Regions from separate parts of the Hordeum vulgare genome. Here region 1 is linked to region 2. Evidence: chromatin contacts called from public Hi-C data. All regions are on one chromosome and are shown on one strand. Each heading gives the region's core, a stretch centred on a gene start, on an enhancer-like site or on the middle of the called end of the contact. The rest is flanking DNA. Distances are from core to core; before and after follow the strand shown. Region 1 holds the start of LOC123439848 (UDP-sulfoquinovose synthase, chloroplastic). Region 2 holds the start of LOC123439837 (serine/threonine-protein kinase-like protein At3g51990).

Region 1 (5,505 bases), core at 2,964-5,463, 190 kb after region 2:
GTTCACGGAGAACTGCTCGGTGAATTGGTTGAAGACCCTGAACTCGCCAGGTTTGGCTGGGTTTGCGATTGCTAGCTCCACGCACTGCACGGTATCCCTGATGTCCAGGTATCCACGGGTCTGGAGAATGGTAGACAAACTTTGATCAGTACATTGTAGTATATACCAGATGATGATGGCCTAAGAAAGTTATTTGGAGTCATAACTAGAAATACATGATCGAGTTGAAACCTGAGCCAACTACACAATTGCTAATAGTCAACGAAATAATTCCATTTCCAGGCGGTAATCAAATTATAGTGTTTGAAAGTGAAGAAGATAATGCTCCTCAGTTTTTCAATTCAACAGTACAGTTGACAAACTTATAATAAAAAGGTAACCCCTTAAAACAGTCTCCGGTCAACCCACAAATATATGTCTATACGACATACTGCAAGCTGTGATGATTACATGTTGGGTCATCATATTTTGTTGTAAAGAAATAGTATATGCAAAGTGTTCAATTTCAGTACTCATAGAATTATCTACAAAGCTTGCATGATTCACTCCCCAATTTTATTCATGAAATTCATGATGAAATGCTAATGGTGGAGCTTAGCTCTGAGTCTCTGACTTCCCGAGGCTACAAAGTAACAAAAGCTACCTCGCTGGCATTTTGACTTCCAAAGAGGAAATGAAAATGTATAGTGAATACTAAAAGCTCTAGTTATAAACTTATAAGGATAGCACTGAACCACATGAAGTAATTGTGAAAGGAGAAACTTTATACAGAGAAGTGTGTATAGAGCAAGACAAACATCAAACAGGAAAATCCTCCATATTGCACTACTGACGCAGACAAGAAATACATACCTGACCACCTTTTCCATAAACTGTAAGCGGGTGACCTACAGCTGCCTGAACACAGAACCTATTTAGTGCTGTTCCAAAGATTCCGTCATAGTCCAACCTATTGGAAAGCTCTTCATGCATAGCAGTTTCATCTGTTCTGATTCCATAGACGACGCCTTGGTTAAGATCTGTGGCCCTTATACCCCAAGCCTTGCAAGTAAATGCTATGTTGTGAGAGTCATGCACTTTACTTAGATGATAGAAGGAGCTTGCTTGTTTTGGGTAAGGTAAGGTATCAGTTCTTCCATTGTGGGTAATAGTGAGGAATCCCTCTTCAATGTCAATATTTGGAGTTCCGTATTCACCCATAGTTCCTAGTTTAACCAAATGACACTCTTCACTAAACTCCTTCATGGCAAACAATACGTTAAGTGTTCCAATAACATTGTTGTTCTGTGTGTATACTGCCCGTGAACGATCAATCATAGAAAATGGTGCTGATCTTTGTTCACCAAAGTGGACAGCAGAATCTGGCTCAAAAGACTTAAAAGCTTCTGAAAGGAATTCAAAGTCACATATATCACCAATGAAGAGCTGAATCGTCTTCCCTGTAAGAGATTTCCATCGGCGAATGCGATTTTGGATAGAAGCTATGGGCGTAAGCGAATCAAGGCCAAGTTGATGGTCAAAAAGGCGTCGAACAAGATTATCAACAATAGCAACCTCGTAACCTTTGTTGGACAGATGAAGAGCAGTTGCCCAGCCACAGTATCCATCTCCACCAATAACCATAACTTTTTTAGGTTTAGAGGATGAATGCCCAGATGCTTGCTGACTACCAGTAAGAGGTGTTTGTGTCTGTCCTTGTACAGAAGTACTAGCACAAGTAACATATAACTTATTTGACCTCTTGGAAGATGATTTGAGGTTCAGACTTGAAGTTGAAGATTTTGAATTTTGTAATCGGATGAAATTGTGGCCATAACTTGGTGAGTTGCAGTGTGCCTTAACAGCAGGAGATGGACTGAAACCGCAGTTGGTGACCAAATTTGCCATTCTCACAATCCTTTATTGTCCACTGTAATAATTGAGATACCCTACAAAAGCTAGCATATAATAATCAGTAATTAAACAAGATATAAATTCACTCCAGTCTGGTAATAAGATGAAGATCATAAGCAGGGAAAAAAATGCAAAAAAGGCTAATTAGTCAGATTGCTAAAATTCAACTTTAACCATACGCCATAGCTAACTGATGGTATTGTATCTTTACCAAAAAAAGGGTAGTGAGGACAAGCAAAGAAATTAGTCTATTTGTTTTCTAGATCTTCCATATTCCATGAAAGCCAGCAACTCTATGCATTTATGTTGATGGGAAACATTACAAGATCAAGGGGTGTTCAAAAACAGTTGCATCCAAACCATGGAAACCGTGTTTTTTTCTCTCTCTTGTATTAGCTCTAGCTGTCCTATGGGTTTCAGACAAGCAAAGGAAATGAATTAATAATGGCTTGCCAGTTTTGGGCAGGTTGAGATGAAAAAGTGTTTTGAATCGGCTTAATTAGATTGATTATCTATTAGCTATTTGATTTTCCCCGAAAAGTTAGTCTACAAGTAAATTATCGCAATTAGTCACCATTTGTGCTGGGCCAGGTCCAACACTGCGTAATTGCTCAGAATTTGATCAAATATTTTCCCCGAATCAGTGGCCCGGATTTTTCTCGGCTGTTGCACACCACATACAAAACGAACAATTGCCGCACAGACCACGAATCAAGGTTTCTACATACATGAAATGCTCACTTTAAGATCGGGATAGATTTTGGTAAGACATCGACAGCTGATCCTACTTCAGCAGTTGCAATGTGGCTAATATCACAAGAGCTCTTTTAAGATGGTACCTCTTACCCCGTAGGAGTAAGAGAACTATTTGATCTGAACCGTCCATTCATCAATGGTACATTTGACCACACAAAATATTCTAGTCATGGCAACTACTTGTCAAAAAAGGAATGTTTAAAGGATTCCCCCCTCTCCTTTTAATATAATAAAAATTCACATTTGACTCCCTTATGTACTGTGTCTACCATATGAAGACAAAATTTGTTGTCTTGTAATATATCATGTGTATCCATGTGATCCCCCAAAAATACACACGTTAGAAATCCCATTATTATAATTTGTCTAGATAGCAATGCAATAATCTTCAATATGTACCCTGCAAAAAAGAACTTCAGTACGTGTATACACATCAGTCTAAGTGAGTCAGTAAAATAAAATGTACACATGCTATGCTGCGAACGTTTATGATTTTTTGCTGTGTGCGAGAAATATACTAAATGTTCTCCATTGTACATTTTCTGCTCTAACGTAAAAAGTGCAAGAACACTAGTACATAAGGTTGCTTTGCTAAAACACGAACGATATTTTTTTGACGTGCTTTTCTCAAGTAGTATTCATTTTTGGTGTTTTCTGAAAACAAATTCTATGGAATTTCTATTGGTTAGCTCCGGCAAGATGAAACATGCACTGGAAACAAAAACTGACATTAATTAGTTCTATTTTTTTTCCTTATATACCTAGGTTTAGAAGGAAGGCCATACATTATAATAATTTCTTTCCTTGATTATACAGAAAAAATGTCCATACTAACCCCCCCCCCCCCCCCCCCCCACACACACACACCACCATCAGTAACGTTCTATTTACCTCCTAAGAGGTAAGAGTTAATGCAATTGGTAATCATTTGTGCTGGGCCAGGTCCAATGCTCTGCGTAATTGCACAGAATATGATCAAATATTTTCCCCGAATCAGCGGCCCAGGTGTTTCTGTGCTATTGCACAGCACATACAAAAGCGAATGATCGTCACACAGACCACAAACAAAGGTTTCTACATGGCTATCATCACTGAAGATCAGGGCAAGTTTAAGTAAGGCGTTGACAGATATTCCTACTGTGGCCATTCCTATATGTCTATAATCACAAATCCTATTATGAATATATGCAGCACAGAAACAAGTTTGTGGTACAAAAACAAACTCAAGCATGTAAGACATTATCCACCTATTTCCCCTTCCTATGGAGCTAGCACCTGAACGCGTGGCTCTACATAGAGACCCAGCACAGAAATCCCACCCGTAAGGGAGATGGGGACGAGGAAGGAATCGACTTCTCACCAGACTGCTCGAGGAATCTGCCGCTGCGGCCGTGTCGCCCGGCCCTGCTCCGGGGCTGAGGCGCCGACACCCGAGCGAGCAGCCGCCTCTGCCCGTGCCGTTAGACGGGGAGGAGGAAGGAGGGCGAGGCAGAGAGAGGGGGAGAGAGAGAGTGGCGAAGGAAACAAAGAGCGGGATTGGATAGCAATGGCAAGCAGCGGGAGAGAGGCAAAGGGGATTGATTGGAGGGGTGGGATATTCGGGCGGAGGGATTCGGATCGGCTGCGAGCAGCGCGCTCCGGCAGATCCTGGCCGCTCACGGCAGCACGAGCGGCCACGATGGCCAGAGACGACAGGAGACGAGCCAGTATCGCTTCGCCCACTCACCCCTGCCGTCGCCAGGCTGGGCATTCTGTTTCGCCGGGCCAATCGGTTCGTGCTTCGTTCTTTTTCCTTTTTCGGTTTTTATTAGAAGGAAAATACTAACCGATCGGGCAATAGAAAATCTACTGACCGGCAATTCGGTGCCTAAAAAGTTCGGTTCGCTGTTCGGTTTTAAGTGTGGACGCGGATAACCATCACATATATATGGTGGGAGTAAAAGCAACTTCAACCGATCGATCTAAATTGACGGCGGTTTTATCCGCTTTTTGTCCGTTTCGGTTAGCCGTCCGCTCCGCGTCCGTCCGTTTTTTTTTTGTCGGCCGCGCGTCCAATACGGACAACCCATTTTATGTAGCATCAAAAGGGAATGAGAGGGCATGCATACCATGTCTTGCATGCCGAGGCCACTCACGAAGGGTGCCTTGATGCTTTCATAGGTGGCACAATTGCACTCTTATTGAATCACCCTCCAACGCTTTGAAAGTGACAGCCATCGACGCTTGCTTTGCATTTGGTAGGGGGGAATCTTCTTGCGTTCATAAAACTCACGATGCGCAAGAGTCCATAAGGCTGACCACTTTTGTTAGGCGCCGATCTTCGAGTCTTGCCCAATGTCCCTCGAACACTCACAGAGGAGCTTGTTCTCGGTTGGCGTGTATGCCTTCGTCCGCTTGCTCTTGCGCTTCGGCTTCACCTCGGCAATAGTTTGGTTGGCGAGCTCCTCCTTGAACAAAGACTCCCTGTCGATGTCCATGTCATCGTCCTCCTCCTTAAGGTCGTAGTCCTCCGGGAACTCATGGTCGAGCGGGAAGCCATCTAGGCCGACCTCATCCTGCATGAAGGCGTCATGTGGATCACTGATGGCTTGTGTGAATGGCGCTCGGTCGTCCTGGCTTTGGGTCTCATCGGGATCGTATGCACCAGCCGTCGGTGCACCTTAGAAGATCATGTTCTCGAGGAAACGGTTGGTCGTGTCATCTTCGACGGCCGTCGGCATTTCATCGAACAGATTACGGGCTCCAGTAAGCATGTCGGCTGGCATCTCGCGCCAGCATTTCCTCATGCCTCCTGACGATGATCCGCCTGCCACCGGCGCGGCATTGAGGTCGATGGTCACCGGCGCGGGCGTGGAA
Region 2 (5,301 bases), core at 2,378-4,877:
TGCCAGTTCTGCTGGCCGGCAAAGCAATACCATACCAAGAACGCATTTATTTTGCTTCACATGCACTGCCCTGCTGTGAACAAACCAATAAACCCCCAAACTTCTGGCCATTTCTAAGATAACTTGTATCCCGGAGATGTCCCATATCACATTGAAAAATGCATTGAGTCCATAAGATGACACCGGCAGCTGGGCAGAGCATTCATATGGAAGGAAGGACGGCAATGTTCAGTTGTCCCACACATTTCATGTGATGAATATATTGGTAATGAACGCACCAACCAAATTCAAAATATTCCCTCATATCCATATTACTCCCTCCATCCCAAAATTCATGTCTTAAATTTGACTAGATATAAATGTATCTAGTCACGTTTTAAAATGTCAATACATCTATTTTTAAACAAAACTAATACTCCCTCCGTTCCTAAATACAAGACCTTTTAGATATTTCACTATGGACTACATACGGAGCAAAATGAGTGAATCTATACTCTAAAATGTGTCTATATACATCCGTATGTAGTTCATAGTGAAATCTCTAAAAGGTCTTATATTTAGGAACGAAGGGAGTACAAGAATTTTGGGACGGAGGGAGTACTTGTCGCTCAAATGGTTGCATGTAGACGTATTTTAGTGCTAGATACATCCATTTGAGCGACAGGTATTATGGATCAGAGGGAGTAGATAAGAGTGAGGCGCCCGATCAAAATCTGTCCAAGGATGCTGAAGAAAAGACTAGCCACCATCCATTCATTCGTGATTCGTTCTTCAAACCAAACAGAACACTTGTAAAGGTTAAACGTACTCCACAATAGATTTGTGGAAACTATGCCTTATCACTCATGCAGCAACAGGGACAATGAAGTACAGTACGTATTAATGAACACAATGGTTGAATTATTTCTTCCCCAATATGACGAGAAATTCTCCTAGAGCCTTCATTTGAATAGTACGGTTACTCACAGCCTAAAGTAACGACACACTGCAGCTGCTCGTTTTTTGAAGAGGTATTGGTCGACACAAGCAATAAAATACAGCAGTGCCAACAGCAGTATATAACTGTAGCACGCCTAGCACATGGAAGAGTAAGAGCACAGCAGGGTGGCAGTTCTTTATGTACCTTCTGAAGATGGAAATGTCAAAATATTTTTTTTCCTCTTAACATCCACTTCATCTGCCGTCCTGCTTATACATACAAATCAATGGAGCACTTGGTGACTCTTGTATGCAGACACAGGGAAAAGAATCAAGGAAGCTGCACAAAAGCTACAACAACAATCTATTTGGACCAAAGGCATGCCTTCAACGGATGGTCATTTTGAAGCTTCACATGATTTGATCTGAAGCAGCAAAATGAACATCAGTTGCTTACATGGAGTGTGAACTGCATTAACAGCACCCAAGTGCTCTATCATCATCTCATGACGTACTGGACTGTGCTGTCGTTCAGGCTTCAGAGTTTTGACAGTGCCAGTACCATGTGACCTTGATTGATAACATTGCTGGCACAGTAGTAATGCTGCAACCCACGGACCACGTAGCTAGGATTTGAATTCCAAGGTCTTACTGGTAAATCATCACGAGTCACAGCCAGGCCACTCTATTTGGATAGAACAGATATTACCATGCCAGCACCAGAAGAATAGGATTGGTGGTACCTCATGACTTCATGACCATTTGTCCTTGAGATGGACTGCCAACAATAATTCATTAAGCTGGCCTCAAGAATAATTTTGTAATTTTAACTTTCTTTCAACTTGCATTGGATCTTCTCTGCTTTGTCTTGGATCTTCTCCGCATTGTGTTGGACTACCTCTGTGTGCTCTTGGATTTTTCTTTCATTTTCTTGGACTTTCTCCGGCGTGCCTTGGATTTTCTCAGCTTTGTCGAGGATCTGCCTCGTCTTTTCCTTGATTTTCTCAGCTTTGTCAAGGATTTGCACCGTAATTTCTTGGATATTCTCAGCTTTGTCAAGGGTTTCCCCTAGCTTTTCTTGGATTTTGCCTTCATTCTCTTGGACTTTCTCTGCTTTCTCTTGCATTCCATCCGACTTATCTTGGATTTTCTCTGCTTTCTCTTGAATTTCATCTGCCTTGTCTTGGATTTTCCCTGCCTTCTCATGTTCTTTCACTGTTTTATGCTTGATGCTTGCATCTAAATGTGAAACCCTATCAATTTTACCGAGTGCCTCTGATTCAACCACTCTGACGGTTTGGTTCCTCCTCAGAATCAAGACTGCATCCTTTTGCATAAGATCACTAGTGCCGCGCACTGTTCTTGCCCGACTAATGCCAAATCTTTGGCCTGCAACACCATCAATCCGAGCCATCAGCTCCAAGAGATTCCTCCTCTCCCCATCCCCTGCCTCAGAGAACACCTTTCCGTTCTTCAATGGCCGTGGTGGTTTCTTGGCACCCACCAGTGGCACTAGCTCCTCCAAGGTTGCATCTGCCTCCTTTTCATCGTCATCAAATGCCAATGCTGAAGTCGATTCCTTCTCTGATGCAGCAGCTCGCTTGGAGATGGTCTTCTGGACATCAACGATCGCACAAGGGTTTCCTACCACCGCCATCCCGTTCCACACCTTGGCGGACACCGCCTTGCTGAGGACGACGAGCCTGTCAACAATGTCAGCCATTGAAGGCCGTCGCTCCCGGCAGGACCGTACACAACTTAAAGCCAGCGAAGCCAGGTCTCTTCGAGTGACTGGGTCGCGGGGCGGCGCTACCCGTGGGTCAAACAACGCGACGACCTTCCCCTTGCGTAGCAGGGGCACCGCCCACTCGATGACGGAGGGCGGCGAGTACTGAACGTCGATGGCCTTGCGTCCGCTCATGATCTCCAACAACAGGATCCCGAAGCTGAAGACGTCGGTCTTGGTGCTGAGGCTCTCCGGTGTGACGTAGGCCGGGTCGAGGTAGCCGAGCGTGCCCGCGGGCGCCGGCGTGGCGGCATTGGCGGCGCCTCCGTCCGTCTTGGGGATGCGGAGGGCGAGGCCGAAGTCGCCGAGGTGCGCGTCGAGGTGGGCGTCGAGCAGGACGTTGGCGGACTTGACGTCGCGGTGGATGACGGCGGGCTCGGCGTCGTGGAGCGCGCGCAGCGCCCTGGCGGTCTGCAGCGCGAGGCGGACGCGGCGGGGCCAGCCGGGCGGGCGCGGGTTGGAGTGGAGCAGGTCGTAGAGCGTGCCGTTGGGCATGTACTCGACGACGAGCAGGCGCGGGCGGCGGAGCGGGTCGGGGCCGGGGCCGGGGTCGGAGTAGCCGAGGAGGTTGACGAGGCGCGGGCCGCGCACGGAGGAGAGGATGCGGATCTCGTTGTCCACCTCGGCGCGGCGCGGGGAGGGGCGCTTGACGGCGACGGCGCGGCCCGAGGGGAGCACGGCCTTGTAGACGGCCCCGTGGCTGCCCCGGCCGAGCAGCGCGGCGTCGGCGAAGTGCGAGGTGGCGGCTTCCAGGTCGTCGTAGGCGAAGCGCTCGATCACCGGCGCGGCGGCGGGCGGCAGCGAGGCGGCGGGGCCCCTGGCGCGGCGCGAGATGGGGAGCGGCGAGATGGCCGTGATGGAGCGGCACGTCGCCGCCGACGAGTCCGCCCGGCAGGAGAGGTACCCCATCCGGGATGGGCCGGGCGGAGGCGGCCGTCGGGGCGGGGCGGGGCGGAAAGGGGATCCGAGGCGGGGGGAGGAGGAGACAAGTGTGGTGTTGGAACGGTAGCGCGGAGGGGCTGCGTGGTTTTTGGAGAAGGGCGCTTGGTCTCCGCGCGGCTGCGGGGCCTGGGTCGGGGACTCGGACTGGACGGACCGGCGGTGGTAAAAACTTTTGAACAGGACGGGGATGGATTTGCTTAATGATGATGAGAGGGATAAATAATTATCGGAAATGATGAATCCCAGAATCCCGATTTTTCCTATTATTACTTCATCTGTATCTAAATAATTATAATTATAAAAAATTAAAAGAGCTGCTACCCGTACACCGGCGGGCCACCTCAACGACCACTGGATGTATCGGTGCAGCCGTCCGATCTATGTTCTGCACCCAATAGTTCGTGAAACACAGGTCGAGTTGCACAAACAATAGCCGCGTTTGGGAAAACAATAGATGCGGGGACAGATCTCGCGGTGCCTCGTCCTCCTCGCGTTGGCGGGGCTGCTGCTGCTGGCGCTCCTCCGGCCGCTGTCGTCGACGTCCAGACGGTCCTTGCCGACGCTGCTCGCCGTGCCCAACGCCGACCTTTCATAGTCGCCCTCGGCGTTCGTGGCCGCCACGGGTCCGACCTCGCCGACGTGCTCCGCTACCACTTCCTCCTCGAGTACCTCTCCCCCGCCGACCTTCGTCGCCTCCCGGCCTCTGGGAAGCTGGTCACCACGTTGTTCCAGATTCTGAAACAACTGTCCAGTTTCTGAAACAACGATCCAGTTTCGGGAAACAGTTCGCGATTAGACGCTGTTCCAGTTTCTGAAACAACTATCCAGTTTCTGAAACAACGGTCCAGTTTCAGAAAACGGTTATTAGGTCGAGGCGAGATCCAGCGGACGAGCGGTCGACGGATGGATCGCGCGGATCAACCGGTGAAAGGTAAGACTTTCCCAAAAATTAAACAGTTCTTGACAACTATAATTGTTTAGGTATAAAAACAACATTACTATTTTTGAAAAGGAGACTGACCCCTCTGCATGAGATGCATGACTATGTATATTGTCATGTTATTAATTATTCATCAAGATTTTGTAAAATATATATTAATAAATCTGAAGCCACCTTCTTAGACAATAACGGTCCATCTATCAAATTACGAAAGGCGTGCACACAATTAGGTCCGCCTACACAAACCTCACATCAAAACTGAAAGGTCCAACCAAGCCGTCCAATGACGGGTCGAAGACACAAACTGGTCTAATGTATAAGAAATGATGATAAGAGGGATGGTAACAAACTAAGGGGTCCAACCAAACCGTCCAATGACAGTGGTAACTTTTGAACCGCACGGTGATGGATTTGCTTAATGATGATGAGAGGGATAAATAATTATAGGAAATGATGAATCCCAAAGTCTGGATTTTGCATATTACTAAATAATTATAGTTATGAAGAACTAAAATAACATAAGGGGTATTACTATTTTTAAAAAAGAGACGGACCCTTCTACATGAGACGTATGACGATGCATACTGTCATGTTATCAATTATTCATCAAGATTTTACAATATATATATTAATAAATCTAAAGCCACTTTCTTGACAATAACAATCCATCTATCATATTATAAAAGGCGTGCACATAATCAGGCCCGCCTACACA

What was found. A called contact is a pair of places that touch in the nucleus more often than the background predicts.
Region 1: a Hi-C map of seedling shows a contact between it and region 2, with 5 times the contacts expected there. The contact joins the promoter of LOC123439848 here to the promoter of LOC123439837 in region 2. A contact is called at or near these places in 3 of 6 Hi-C or Micro-C datasets (leaf and seedling).

What each region holds. Positions count from the first base shown.
Region 1 is chr1H:391,234,630-391,240,134 of MorexV3_pseudomolecules_assembly, forward strand. It overlaps LOC123439848 (UDP-sulfoquinovose synthase, chloroplastic), which reads right to left and starts at 4,214. Exons shown (of 3, transcript XM_045116499.1): 1 at 4,010-4,214; 2 at 853-1,937; 3 at 1-120. The coding sequence starts at 1,887.
Region 2 is chr1H:391,050,031-391,055,331 of MorexV3_pseudomolecules_assembly, forward strand. It overlaps LOC123439837 (serine/threonine-protein kinase-like protein At3g51990), which reads right to left and starts at 3,628. Exons shown (of 1, transcript XM_045116490.1): 1 at 1,090-3,628. The coding sequence starts at 3,613. The coding sequence ends at 1,745.